Regions from separate parts of the Mus musculus genome. Here regions 1, 2 and 3 are each linked to region 4. The links are chromatin contacts, called in public HiChIP or PLAC-seq and promoter capture Hi-C maps. All regions are on one chromosome and are shown on one strand. The core of a region is the stretch at or near the end of the contact, and the rest is flanking DNA. Distances in the headings are between cores, read along the strand shown.

Evidence for each region. Promoter capture Hi-C pulls out the DNA fragments that hold promoters and counts their contacts. HiChIP or PLAC-seq counts read pairs in DNA pulled down with a chosen protein or histone mark. Capture Hi-C pulls out chosen DNA fragments and counts their contacts.
Region 1: a promoter capture Hi-C map of stem cell-derived epiblast-like cells shows a contact between it and region 4, with 2.3 times the contacts expected there. The contact joins the enhancer-like site here to the promoter of Eif3f in region 4. A contact is called at or near these places in 2 of 39 promoter capture datasets (embryonic stem cells and stem cell-derived epiblast-like cells), 2 of 115 datasets of contacts at active chromatin or transcription factors (embryonic stem cells and large pre-B cells) and 1 of 9 other capture datasets (embryonic stem cells).
Region 2: a promoter capture Hi-C map of adipose tissue shows a contact between it and region 4, with 2.4 times the contacts expected there. The contact joins the promoter of Tmem9b here to the promoter of Eif3f in region 4. A contact is called at or near these places in 2 of 39 promoter capture datasets (liver and pre-B cells), 1 of 484 Hi-C or Micro-C datasets (erythroblasts), 1 of 115 datasets of contacts at active chromatin or transcription factors (thymic regulatory T cells) and 1 of 9 other capture datasets (adipose tissue).
Region 3: a contact with region 4 is called in an H3K27ac HiChIP or PLAC-seq map of embryonic stem cells, with 6 times the contacts expected there. The contact joins the enhancer-like site here to the promoter of Eif3f in region 4. A contact is called at or near these places in 4 of 39 promoter capture datasets (cranial neural crest, embryonic stem cells and stem cell-derived epiblast-like cells), 1 of 484 Hi-C or Micro-C datasets (embryonic stem cells), 5 of 115 datasets of contacts at active chromatin or transcription factors (acute myeloid leukemia, embryonic stem cells and stem cell-derived neural progenitor cells) and 1 of 9 other capture datasets (embryonic stem cells).

The regions. Positions count from the first base shown.
Region 1 is chr7:108,304,203-108,306,902 of GRCm38.p6, forward strand. No RefSeq gene overlaps it. Among named protein-coding and RNA genes, the nearest start is that of Olfr491, 11 kb to the right of the region's middle. Within about 2 kb of position 1,424, at least 6 of the 459 cell types and tissues checked have an H3K27ac peak or open chromatin away from gene starts, as enhancers often do. A contact at or near this core is called in stem cell-derived epiblast-like cells, where this site is marked.
Region 2 is chr7:109,750,681-109,753,572 of GRCm38.p6, forward strand. It overlaps Tmem9b (TMEM9 domain family, member B), which reads right to left and starts at 1,583. Exons shown (of 5, transcript NM_020050.1): 1 at 1,391-1,583. The coding sequence starts at 1,498. It also overlaps the pseudogene 4930431P19Rik.
Region 3 is chr7:108,195,298-108,198,091 of GRCm38.p6, forward strand. No RefSeq gene overlaps it. Among named protein-coding and RNA genes, the nearest start is that of Gm39066, 12 kb to the left of the region's middle. Within about 2 kb of position 1,259, at least 7 of the 459 cell types and tissues checked have an H3K27ac peak or open chromatin away from gene starts, as enhancers often do. A contact at or near this core is called in embryonic stem cells and stem cell-derived epiblast-like cells, where this site is marked.
Region 4 is chr7:108,932,743-108,935,687 of GRCm38.p6, forward strand. Eif3f (eukaryotic translation initiation factor 3, subunit F) reads left to right here and starts at 1,673. Exons shown (of 8, transcript NM_025344.2): 1 at 1,673-2,065. The coding sequence starts at 1,690.

The sequences.
Region 1 (2,700 bases), core at 174-2,673, 630 kb before region 4:
TTTTTGATTATCTATAACTTGTTTCTCATCTATAGATAATAAATATATATGTTTCAAAGTTAAAATATGTATTCACAATTCTTGAGAGGTTACCATTTCTTCAGAAAATTCTTTATGAACAAAAAAATCAAGAAAATTACAACAGTAGCTTATGCCAAACCAAAAATATTCATCTGATATAATACAAACCTTAAAAAGCATTAACACAGGCAATGTGAGTATAGAGTACCTTTAAATTATTTCCATGACACACTTACAATTTAAATTTTAAGATAGATATAAATAATAGCATAACCTAATGCATACTTACATATCAAAATATATTTATTTGTATGGTATTTAAAAATAACAAAATTACAGATGTCATTGTATAGCAGTTCAGATATTGAAAGAGCTACATAAACTTTCCCATACAGTAATACCTTTAGTATTTCTACCTGGAGTGTCCTGGACTATTGAAAGCATGCACCATTGCTGCTGAAGAGAGAACAGCAAAGGAGACAGAATACAGTGTGCTTGCCAAAGTGACAGTCAGTCCTCAGCCCAACCAAGAAATGCAGTTAGGGCACATTTCCCAGCCCTGACCTTCTCTAAGACTCAGACACGGGTTGTCAATACTTGACGTATTAGTTCCATCCCACAGTGTACCTTGTACAACAAGGCAAAGGAAAGGGCAATGCAATCAATGGGACCTTTCACATCAGAAAGGATTATTTGTCCTTTGAAATACCCATATTTTAATGTTTTATTAATTGCCGCAGACCCTTTTTGGTCCCTGTCTGCGAAGAATGGGTCTCTAGTTGCAGGTGGACAAGGAGTTGGTAAATGACAAACAGAAGTGACACTACACGAGAGATTGTGTAGAATCTGAGGGTATTGTCACAAAGTGAACACCAGTCTTATATAATACAGAAAACAAGGAGGTAGGATGTCACAGCAGGCAAAGCACATTGAAATTATCTGACACAAAACAAAGGAATGACTTCAAAAGGACTTACAGGAACCAGGTAATATTTACAGTAAAGATAAAACAGCCCTGCCTCAGGTCAGCTGACAGATAAGGATTTCACACCCTAGTCACAATTTGTGCTACTCCTTTGAGCCTTGTGAAAGCTTGCACCAGGAGGTTCTTCTCTAGCAGACCTTCTCATGAATAATGTAACACCACAAACCCCCTATTTCCTAGGCCTTGATAAGTTCTTGCATGAGTGTAACTTGGCTGTTCTTTTAAGTATCTGTGGAGAATCTCCATTTGTCAGAAGAATTCACCAACTTGTTTCTAATATGCCATGTAGCCTGCTATACCTGGCTGTAGAGAAGATCCCTGTCTCAGGGGGATTCCCTAACTCTCTCATGGTAAACCCACCTATTAGCTAGGCCATTGTGTATTCCCTTGTTTGGGTGAGACTGGCTAATGTCCTAAGTAATCACTATGCAGGCTGGCCCTGAGCTATTCTAGCTCCATTCTTTGTAATGCCTAATTAGTTTCACTGTCTCTACTAGAAGTAAAATTGAATGTTACTGAATAGGCAACCTCACTGAATTTCTACTGAATTTCAAGTTCGCTGGCTTCAAGGATTTCCTAGGACTTTGGAACACTGCTGGAGGTTTGCCTATGTCAGAATTCAATTTTTAAAGGCACTTATAATAAAACAATACTGAAAGAGAGCATGTGGATCCATCCATACACCAGACTAACGCAGGGATAGGGTATGAAGTATACAGGTTATGAGAATGCCTGGTTCCAGGAGGTTGAGTTTCCTTGAAACTCCCTGCCTCATGAGTGCTTCCAAGCAGACTTCACTGGAGTGTGCGTAGCAATTTATTTGTTCACAGAATATGTTCTCTGTAAAAAATCTTTCAAAGCTCATTCATTGAAATTTTTAAAAAAATGAAAGTGAAAACTTAAAATCTCAATTTAAAGCCAATATAATGGCATGTAAATGAAGTAAAAAATTTAAATATCTATTTTTATATATTAGTTTTAATTATTACTAACTCAAAGTGTCCCAATTTTTGAAGTGTCTTTAATCCTGTCATCTCTTACTCAGATTGAGTGAAGCAGGACTTAGGATACTTGTGTGTGTGAGTGTGTGTGGTGTGTATGTATGTATGTATGGTGTGTGTGTGTTTGTTATGTGTGTGTGTGGTGTGTGTGTGTGAGTGTGTGTGTGGTGTGTGTGGTGTGTGATGTGTGTGTTATGTGTGTGTGTGTGAGTGTGTGTGGTGTGTGTGTGTGTGTGTGTGTGGTGTGTGTGTGTGTGTGTGTGTGTGTGTGTGTGTGTGTATAAGGAAGTCCACACATCAGCATGCTTGGGCCATCTGCAATTACTGCTGCCTACTATGCCACGGACCAGGCCTAGTTGGGCTCTCATCAATCTGTGGGAATCAGGGGTTCTGGCAAGTGGATATGGAGTCAGCGAGAATGAGGTGACAAACAGACACAACTTGAGAGAGTGTGTTGTATCTGAATGTATTTTTTCAAACGAACACCAGACTTTTAATACAGAAGAAAAACAAGAAATCTAGGCGAACACATCCGCCAAGTTACAGTGACACAAAACAAAAAGAATGCATACATAAAAAGATGGCGGGACCAGGCCATGTTTACCACTTAATTAAAAATATCAGCTAAACACTGGAGGCAGGTGAATGTTCTAATGCAATGCTAGTCTATTGTTAAACCCACCATCAGGGGAT
Region 2 (2,892 bases), core at 333-2,832, 820 kb after region 4:
TAGTTTGAATCTTCCCATTGTCCCCCAGGAAACTTGTCTGGCAATCCATGGTTGACAAGAAAAGCAACTCCTAGCAATACGAGTTTCAGGAGGCAAAGCAAGCAGGCATTAAATGCTGCATAAATCCAAGAGATGCTTTCTCAGCAAAGGGTTGTTTATTCGAGAAGGCTGTGGCTCATTAGTCCCCACTGAGACATATCCACCACTCCTAGGTACAATGAAATGTCTGGCAGAGCTGTTGACAGGTCCTAAATGTATCAGTAACCACTGTGCCAGAGCCTGTGCTCAATGAGGAGGACTCAGAGAAGCAAAAGACACAGCTCCTGTTTCCTGGGACAAATCCTATCAAGGGGAGACGGATGTTTATATCATGATACACTACATAAAATGGTAATGTTTGACATCCATACAGAGAGTCCATACTAGAAGTATTTCAAAAGTTGGGAAACTTTTTGCTGTCCCTATTTCTGATGACACCAGAAAGACTGAAAAAAAAAAAAAAACCAAATTGCTCAAAAACACCTGCCTACCTGTGACCTATCTTTCCCAGCCCTTTATAACATTTAAAAATATTATAAAACTTTTTAAAAATGCAGTGTCACTATTTCCCACTACACCGTGGAGTCTTTCTATTTTGCCCCAAAATTAGTTAGCCCACTGGGAGGAAAGCACATGTTTTCTTGGGCCAGAACAGCTCTGGGTCACCAGAAAATATATGGGGACCAAAAGGTTTAGAAACACAGTGAGGAATAGGACACAACTTCCTGTCACCTCTCTCCTAGGCTAGTAAATTATCAGAAGAGGGGTGTGTGTGTGTGTGTGTGTGTGTGTGTGTGTTTTCCTGGAGGGGATCTTGGTGAGAGTATCAGGCTAGTGGGGTGGCCCTACAGGTCCTTCTGGGAACGGGTAGTTGCCATGAGATTCGAGCCCCCACCATGGCAAGGGAATCTGCTTATCAATGAGTTGAGAGGAGCTAGTCCCTAGTAGGGAAGACTTCGGGGAGATGAGGGTGAGGGGAGCTAGTCCCTACTAGAGAAGATTTCAGGGAGATGAGGGTTTCCCACCGTTTGGATTGGGGGCTGAGAGCTGCCCAAGTTTAAGGGTGGAAAGTTCAAAGCTCCCAGGGCTGGAAAGTTCCGGGTGTGTCCCGTCGGGGCTGGGAAGGGAAATGTCAAGAGGCAGAGGGTTATAGACCCCGCTCTGGCACTGTTTGGGGCTAAGGCTTAGGATGCTCTAGAGAGGGCCAGCCCGGGCTGTGAAGCGGGGTCGGGGGGATTTGGCTGTCGGATTGGGAGACCGGAGAGTGGGGAGCAAGTGGTCAGCCCCAGTTTCTGCCAGGCCAGAGGCAGGGGCGGAGCTCCTGTCAGGAGCCGGGCGGGGCGGGACTCACCTTGGCGGCGCCTGTCAGCTGCGCGAGCAGCAGCACCGACAGCGCCAGGCAGGACATGCTGAGCCCCGAGCCCAGCCGCAGCAGGTTTCCGCACCATAGGCTCGCCATCGCGGGAGCCAGCCGCTCCTGCGAGCCCCGAGCCCCGCGCCCGGCTCGGGATCCGGCTCGGGATCCTCCGCCCGCACTTCCGCCTGGGCCTGCGCGTCACCGTCCGCGCCGGGTCAGCTGCGAGAAAGCCTCCGCCCCGGAAACGGTTCCGGGTGCACAAGGCCCGCCACGGTCGCGGCCCCGGGGGTGCACTAAAGGCTGGGGGTCTTCCCCGGCCAGAGCTGGCGAATCCTGCACCCCAAGGGAGCAGGCCATGCGGATCTAGTCCCGCAGGCCGGGTGAACCCCATCCCCGGGAACTGCGAAGGCCGAGAGGGTGCTGTTCAGGAGACCTGACCAGAAGAGCCCGAGCGTCCTTAGATCGGAAGCCCACCCGGCGATGGAGGCTCGAGGCTCCGCACCGGGGCTTCAGTACGAACCTGCGGTCCGTGCGCCTCCAGGACACAGACTCCTGCCCGGCTCCCAACAGTAACTGTGAGCTGTCCACGCGGGTGTGGCTTCCACTAGGGGCTGACAGCCTTGGTCCAGTCTAGGACTGGGAAGTGGGCCACGGCGGCGAATCTGGGCTGGCTCAAGTCAGGCTTTGCAAGATGCGGACGCCCCTGGAGCATCCCCCGCCCAGGACTCCTGGAGGTGGAGAATCCAGGAGCCAAGCTCCTGTGAGGCAGTGCCTATTTAAAACAGTTGACCTCTCAGTCAGTTCTGGGAGCGCAGACCCTACTCCATGGGGTGTCTTTTTCTGTAGATACTTCAGGAGCACCCTGGAGAGAACATAGAGCTGCTCATTAAAATATTTTTTCCACTTAGTAGAGACTCTGGGGGTAGAGAAAGGGATGCAGCGTGCTCATCACAGCCCTTAGGGATTTGCTGAATGTCATAAGGGAAAATCACTTCCTTTCAATAAAAGGGGATTAAGTTTTATGATTTTCAATTTTTACTTATAAGACACCCCCACCCCGCCCCTTCAAGTGGTCCTTTCCTGGTTGGTGGAAATGTCTTTCTTAATTTACAGGTAGAAATTTCGCAGCGTTTTTCTGCTATGTGATTCTTGTCGATACTAGACTAGAATCTAACACAAAGTGCTATTGCATTAAATGTATTTAGCCCTTTTTTAGTCCTAAATGGCAACTAGCCCAAAGGACTAGATGCTTTCGCACCAGTTCTTGTGACAATCCTGTCACAGTGGGAATAATTGTCCTTCTAAGGGGTGTCCTACTAATCGCAGGGCTGTCAGGATAAAATTTGTTGGTGAGGTATTGTAGATCATCCTGTCACAGTGGGGATAATTGTCCTTCTAAGGGGTGTCCTACTAATCGCAGGGCTGTCAGGATAAAATTTGTTGGTGAGGTATTTAGATCTGATTGCTAAAAGCTGACTTAGTAGCCAGTTTGGATC
Region 3 (2,794 bases), core at 9-2,508, 740 kb before region 4:
AATAACTTAGGATAATATTTTGGTATTTTTAGAGAATGTGCATATCAAATTGTAAAAATTTGTTCTTAGTGTCCTCAGTTTCTAACTGTTTCCACATTATGGTGTTAGTTCTTAAGGACTTATACTTAATCAATTGCTGCAAATGGAAACTCTTATTTCTGATTAATAAATAAATTATACACATGTGACGATTAATACCTTTTCAAGCTTTCGAGTTACAACTGCTTTACAAAAGAAACAACTACATGTATAGTTAGCCATTGCCTATGTTAATTTTTTTTTTATGTACTTGGTGTTCCAAATTAGATTACAACAGATAATGGAATCGACTATAACTGTCAAGTATTTAAGATGTTTTTTCAACACTTTAATGTTACCCATGCTACTGAGACATTTTATAATTCTCAAAGACAAGGTATTGTGGAACTTTAAAAACTATATCTTCTTAAAAAACAAAGAAGGGGAGGAGTTATATCCCCGTGTACATTATTTAAATCACATTTTTATTTTTAAAATTTTAAAATTTAAAATTTTGGATGTCAAAGAACTTAATAAATGCCTTATAGTATCTTAAAATTAGACATAATCATGTCTAGGTGAGATGAAAAGGATCTACTTATTGGCATATGTCTTGATCCTGAACAGCTACCCTATATGGGGAAGAGAGAAAGCTTAGGTTTTCTCCACAGAATGTTGCAGAAGCATGACAACTGCCAGAATGATTCTTGTGACAGGCTGACCTGTGAGTTCACTGAGTGCCCAGACTGTGGTGACAAGAAAGCTGATTTGGGCATATATTTTTTGACCCACCTTTGCTTGCCTTTGTCCCAGATTGGACAAGCTAAGCAGCCTTGCTTCAAGCTTTTTAAATTTATGGGACAGAAAACATTAGAGACCATGGAATCTGACTTTAGAAAGATTAGTCATAAAAAGGAGTTATAATGATTCTTCTCTTCCTTCAATGGTCAATGTGACCAGTTATTCTAACTCAATCTTGGACTGGTCTAGTAATAATTCCAATATTGGAGATTCCTATGGAAGATAGCTAAAAATCTTTATTAGCTAGCAGAGTTAACTTAGAGCTTAACCTATTTACATGAGAAACAGCCTTTCTGTTGATTCTCAAAGTCAATTCCCCCACACCTTGAGGCCAGAGATTGAGCTTGATTGTTGCTAATTTGCAACTGAATAGAGTACCTAGACTTCCCCAAAGAAGCTTTTATCCTGTTGCTTTTCAACTGTCTTGACTTTGTTTTTCAAGCAGGTCAGTCAAAGCCATACAGCCTGTCTCCAGCAAGCATGCAGCAGCCTTGCCTCCAGCGAGCGCAGGTGGCAGAAATTCATCAATATGAAGAAACATATTGAATATATATATTGTGGCTTTGGTCTGATTGGAATAAGGTGTGCTATAAAGCTGGTTAGCCAACGACAGGCAACCAGATTTCTGAACTGAATCAATCTAAGACAGAGGTATATGCCAACAGGCTGTGGTTTATTAATAATACACCATGGAGCCATGTTTGTGCAAAATAAACACAAACAAGCTGCATATGTTCTCCTTGATGGATAAGAATAATTAGTGGAAAATCTGAGTCCCCAAGCCAGGCACAGCCACCAGCCACCATAATTCCCAAATAAGTTTTATGCCCCAGTCCAGCTAATTTTTATTATATATTTAGGAAGGAATTGTAGCCTCCCCCAGCCTTGAAGCAGGGTGATTCAGACCTCACTGAAACTGTGTATGAGATCACCTGGGGTGGAGCCTTCCGACTTAGATATCTCTATTGTTCTGTCACCTGCTGCTGCTCTTCTCCAAGACACTGCTACCTGCTGAGAGGCCCGTGAGAAATTTCGAAGACCGCAACTGGCAGATCAGCCTACAAGCTGGCAACAGGCACCAAGAATGGATTGGTGGGGGATGGGAATCTCCCTTTATAAGCACAGACTCTTAGTAAACTTTGCGGGTCTTGAACAGAAATGTGTCTTGGCCTCCATTATTCCTCTCGATGTTCTCTCCCATACAGCTCCTGCCTCCCACTTAGGAACCCTGTTAGTGTGGCTGCAGGCAGCCACAGAAATCACTACCTAGTAATCAAAAGAAAAATCAACCAAGATTGAATTCCAATTCTCAACATCAATGCCCAAAACAGAAGGGAACCTAAGTTTGTATAATAAAGACTACAACAGCTTAAGTCACATATTGTCACTCACACTGAGAGTGGCAATCCTCAGTATACCAGTCTGGCCAACTTCTGGAATGAATAAGTTAGCACCCCCTCCCCCAATAACACTGAATCCTCTTCTATGAGGTCAGAATGTTCAGCTGTTTTTGTTTGTTTGTTTTCTATATTACTCTTTAAGCATTAATAATTCTGAAATAAAACACAAACCATCAGGGGGTGGGTGGGTATGGGGGACTTTTGGTATAGCATTGGAAATGTAAATGAGCTAAATACCTAATAAAAAATGGAAAAAAAAAAGAAATGATAATTTACACATCCATAAAGATTTTCTTTTTGAGATGTTTGAAGATAGTTTCGAAAGATAGGAAAGAATGGCCATTTAGAAAGATAGAGGAAGGAGTCAGGTCCACACAGGAGAGCACATTGGCCGCAGAAGCAACATAGCTTCTCAGACAGGATTCCTTTGGACCTTCATCCTCAGCCAGGAGGCAGAGCTGATACTCAGACCTCTGTGTACCTTTCCTGTAAGAGGAAAGCTTGCCTACATGGAGTGCTCTGACCCCCAGGAATCAGAAGAGAGCTGTTCTCCCATGAATGCTGCCAGTGGCTAA
Region 4 (2,945 bases), core at 423-2,922:
ACCAACCCTTCCCCTTGCTGGAACCTCAATGCAGATTTTCTGCAACAACAGAGAATCTCTGTGTGTCTCTCTGTCTCTCTCTCTCTCTGTGTCTCTGTGTGTGTGTGTGTGTGTGTGTGTGTGTGTGTGTGTGTGTGTGTTTCTCTCTCACTGAACTATCTTTCTACTGCCCAAATTTTTTTATAGCATAGGAGTCTTTTTAAAAAGATTTATCTGCCGGGCATGGTGGCGCACGCCTTTAATCCCAGCACTCGGGAGGCAGAGGCAGGCGGATTTCTGAGTTCGAGGCCAGCCTGGTCTACAAAGTGAGTTCCAGGACAGCCAGGGCTATACAGAGAAACCCTGTCTCAAAAAACCAAAAAATAAAAATAAAAAATGAAAATATTTATTTATCTATTACACACACACACACACTGTCCCTATCTTCAGACACACCAGAAGGAGGCATCAGATCCTATTACAAATGATTGTAAGCCACTGTGTAGTTGCTGGGAATTGAACTTAGGACCTTTGGAAGAGGTTATTGCAGAGAATCTGCGTTGAGGTTCTAGCAAGGGGAAGGGGTTGGTTGGTGGCTTACAGCTACTCACAACTCTAGTTGTGTTCCTAACCGCTGAGCCATCTCTCCAGTACCAGCATAGGAGTCTTCATAATTAGCTCCTGGCCCTGCTTAGAGATCTATCCTTTCTTTTGATAATGCCATTTAACCACCAAATTCTTTCTTTAAATGTACTAGTCTTGCTCTCATTCACCTTAAGCCCTCTACATGAACTGTTCACTCCACCAGAAGAGCTCTCCCTACAAAACCCCAAATAATAGTTGGCTGCCTGAATTCTTCAAGTTTCCACTCCAACTTGATACCCTCATTGTATCCTACTCTAACCCTTCATAATCTTTCATGCTCTCATAACCTCCACTGATCATTTCTTTCTCATAGCACAGTCAAATAGTAATAATAATTTACTGTGTATCGAAGCACTTTCTAACCTAATGTAGGATTTAGTCCTTTTCTCTCCCCCAAAGAGAATGCAACCCTTTGCTATTTAGTTCACTTATATACCCTAGCATATAAGAGAGAGTCTGGTGCATATTAAGCATTTAAATTGTTGAATGAATATGCCTCCCTAATGATGCCTTATGAAGCCATCACAAATAAAGCACTATTGGTCAGGCATGATGATTCCTGCCTATAGTCCTAGCATTCGGGAAGCAGAGGCAGGAAAGTTGAGGTAAGTTCCAGGCCAACCTAACCTATATGGCTAGGCGTGGAATGCAAAGTAGATCCTGAGTCCAAATTTTAATTCATTGATTAATAAGTTAAATGGATGTAACAGTGAATCCCCTGTAAGACTGATATTTAATATCCATTTAAGTCTTAAACAATTGCGACCTTTACACTACTCTGTGCCGCCACCTGGTGGCAACTGTGTAGATTGCTAGTTGCTTCCTCCCCATTCCCACCCCAGGAAGTCCTAAAGTTACTAGGAACTACTCTGGACTCCTACACACTGAGTGCGCATCGGACAGAAATTAAAGCGCACACCGCGCACTAAAACTTACAACTAGCCGGAAATTTCATGTCCAATAGTCATCAAGATATGATTCACGTGGTATAAATTTAGCCAATCAAATTTCTAATTCCTCCAACTCACGCTCTTCTGTTCTAGGCTCTCTCTCTTTCTCGGCAAGATGGCTTCTCCGGCCGTACCGGCTAATGTCCCTCCTGCCACTGCAGCCGCAGCCCCGGCGCCGGTCGTCACCGCAGCCCCGGCTTCAGCCCCGACCCCATCCACGCCAGCTCCGACACCGGCTGCGACTCCCGCTGCGTCCCCGGCGCCCGTCTCGTCTGATCCTGCTGTAGCTGCGCCTGCAGCCCCGGGCCAGACCCCAGCCTCCGCGCCAGCCCCAGCGCAGACGCCGGCGCCTTCGCAGCCCGGGCCCGCCCTCCCGGGGCCTTTCCCGGGCGGCCGCGTGGTCAGGCTACACCCCGTCATTTTGGCCTCGATCGTGGACAGCTACGAACGCCGCAACGAGGGAGCTGCCCGAGTTATTGGAACCCTGTTGGGTGAGTTCTGGGGAAATTAATGTTTTCTTCCTGTGCATCTTACTATTCCTCTCGTTCCATCGCCCCTGAACTCTTAGCCTGTTTCTCTTTTTGCACCTTCCTACTGTGGCTTGCCTTCCCGAGTGATCTGAATTCAGCCGAATTGCCGTTAAGCCACAGAAATGTGCAAGGAGTAGGTATAAGCTATTGCGTAGTTTGTGATACTTGATCTACATGTTATTTTATACTCCCAACAACGTGGTACTGAGAGGGCATGCTGCCAAAAATGAAAGCTCAAATGACAGCAAGTTCAAAGCCCTTGACCCGTTAAACAGAGTACCCACATGCCCTCTCTTATGCAGTGACCTACCACCACCCCAGCACAAACAGAAAGTGCCCACCACCCATGTTAGGGAAGAGGATGTGTCAGAAGCTTCCTCCAACTCAAATAAACCAGGTATATTTGTAACATATTCTGGATATATAATATCTAGCTTTCCTAAACTTTTCAGACAGGCACGTGTCCCAAGGTTTTCCTACATACTGGTTCATAAACCCTAGATATGCTCAGCTCCAAGTTCTACCCCCACCCCCAACCCCCACCTCACTCCTCTGATTTTTCATTTGGACACAGACTGTTGTTGTATTATGTGTCCGTCGCTAACCTTCAAGATGAAGAGAAGCCAACTATCTGAAGAGGTTGGCATCCCAGGCTTACGGGAGGGTGGCAGGAAGTGAAGCCCTCAGTGGTTTGGTCACCTGCCTGTGGGGCAGGACTCACAGGGAGCTGAGAAGACTCCTCCAGGCTGGTCTCTGCAGAGGCCCATGACCAGCACTCATTCCAGAGCCGAGGCAGGGGAAACTAGAGAACATGCCTGCTTTGTGGAAAGTAGTAGACCTG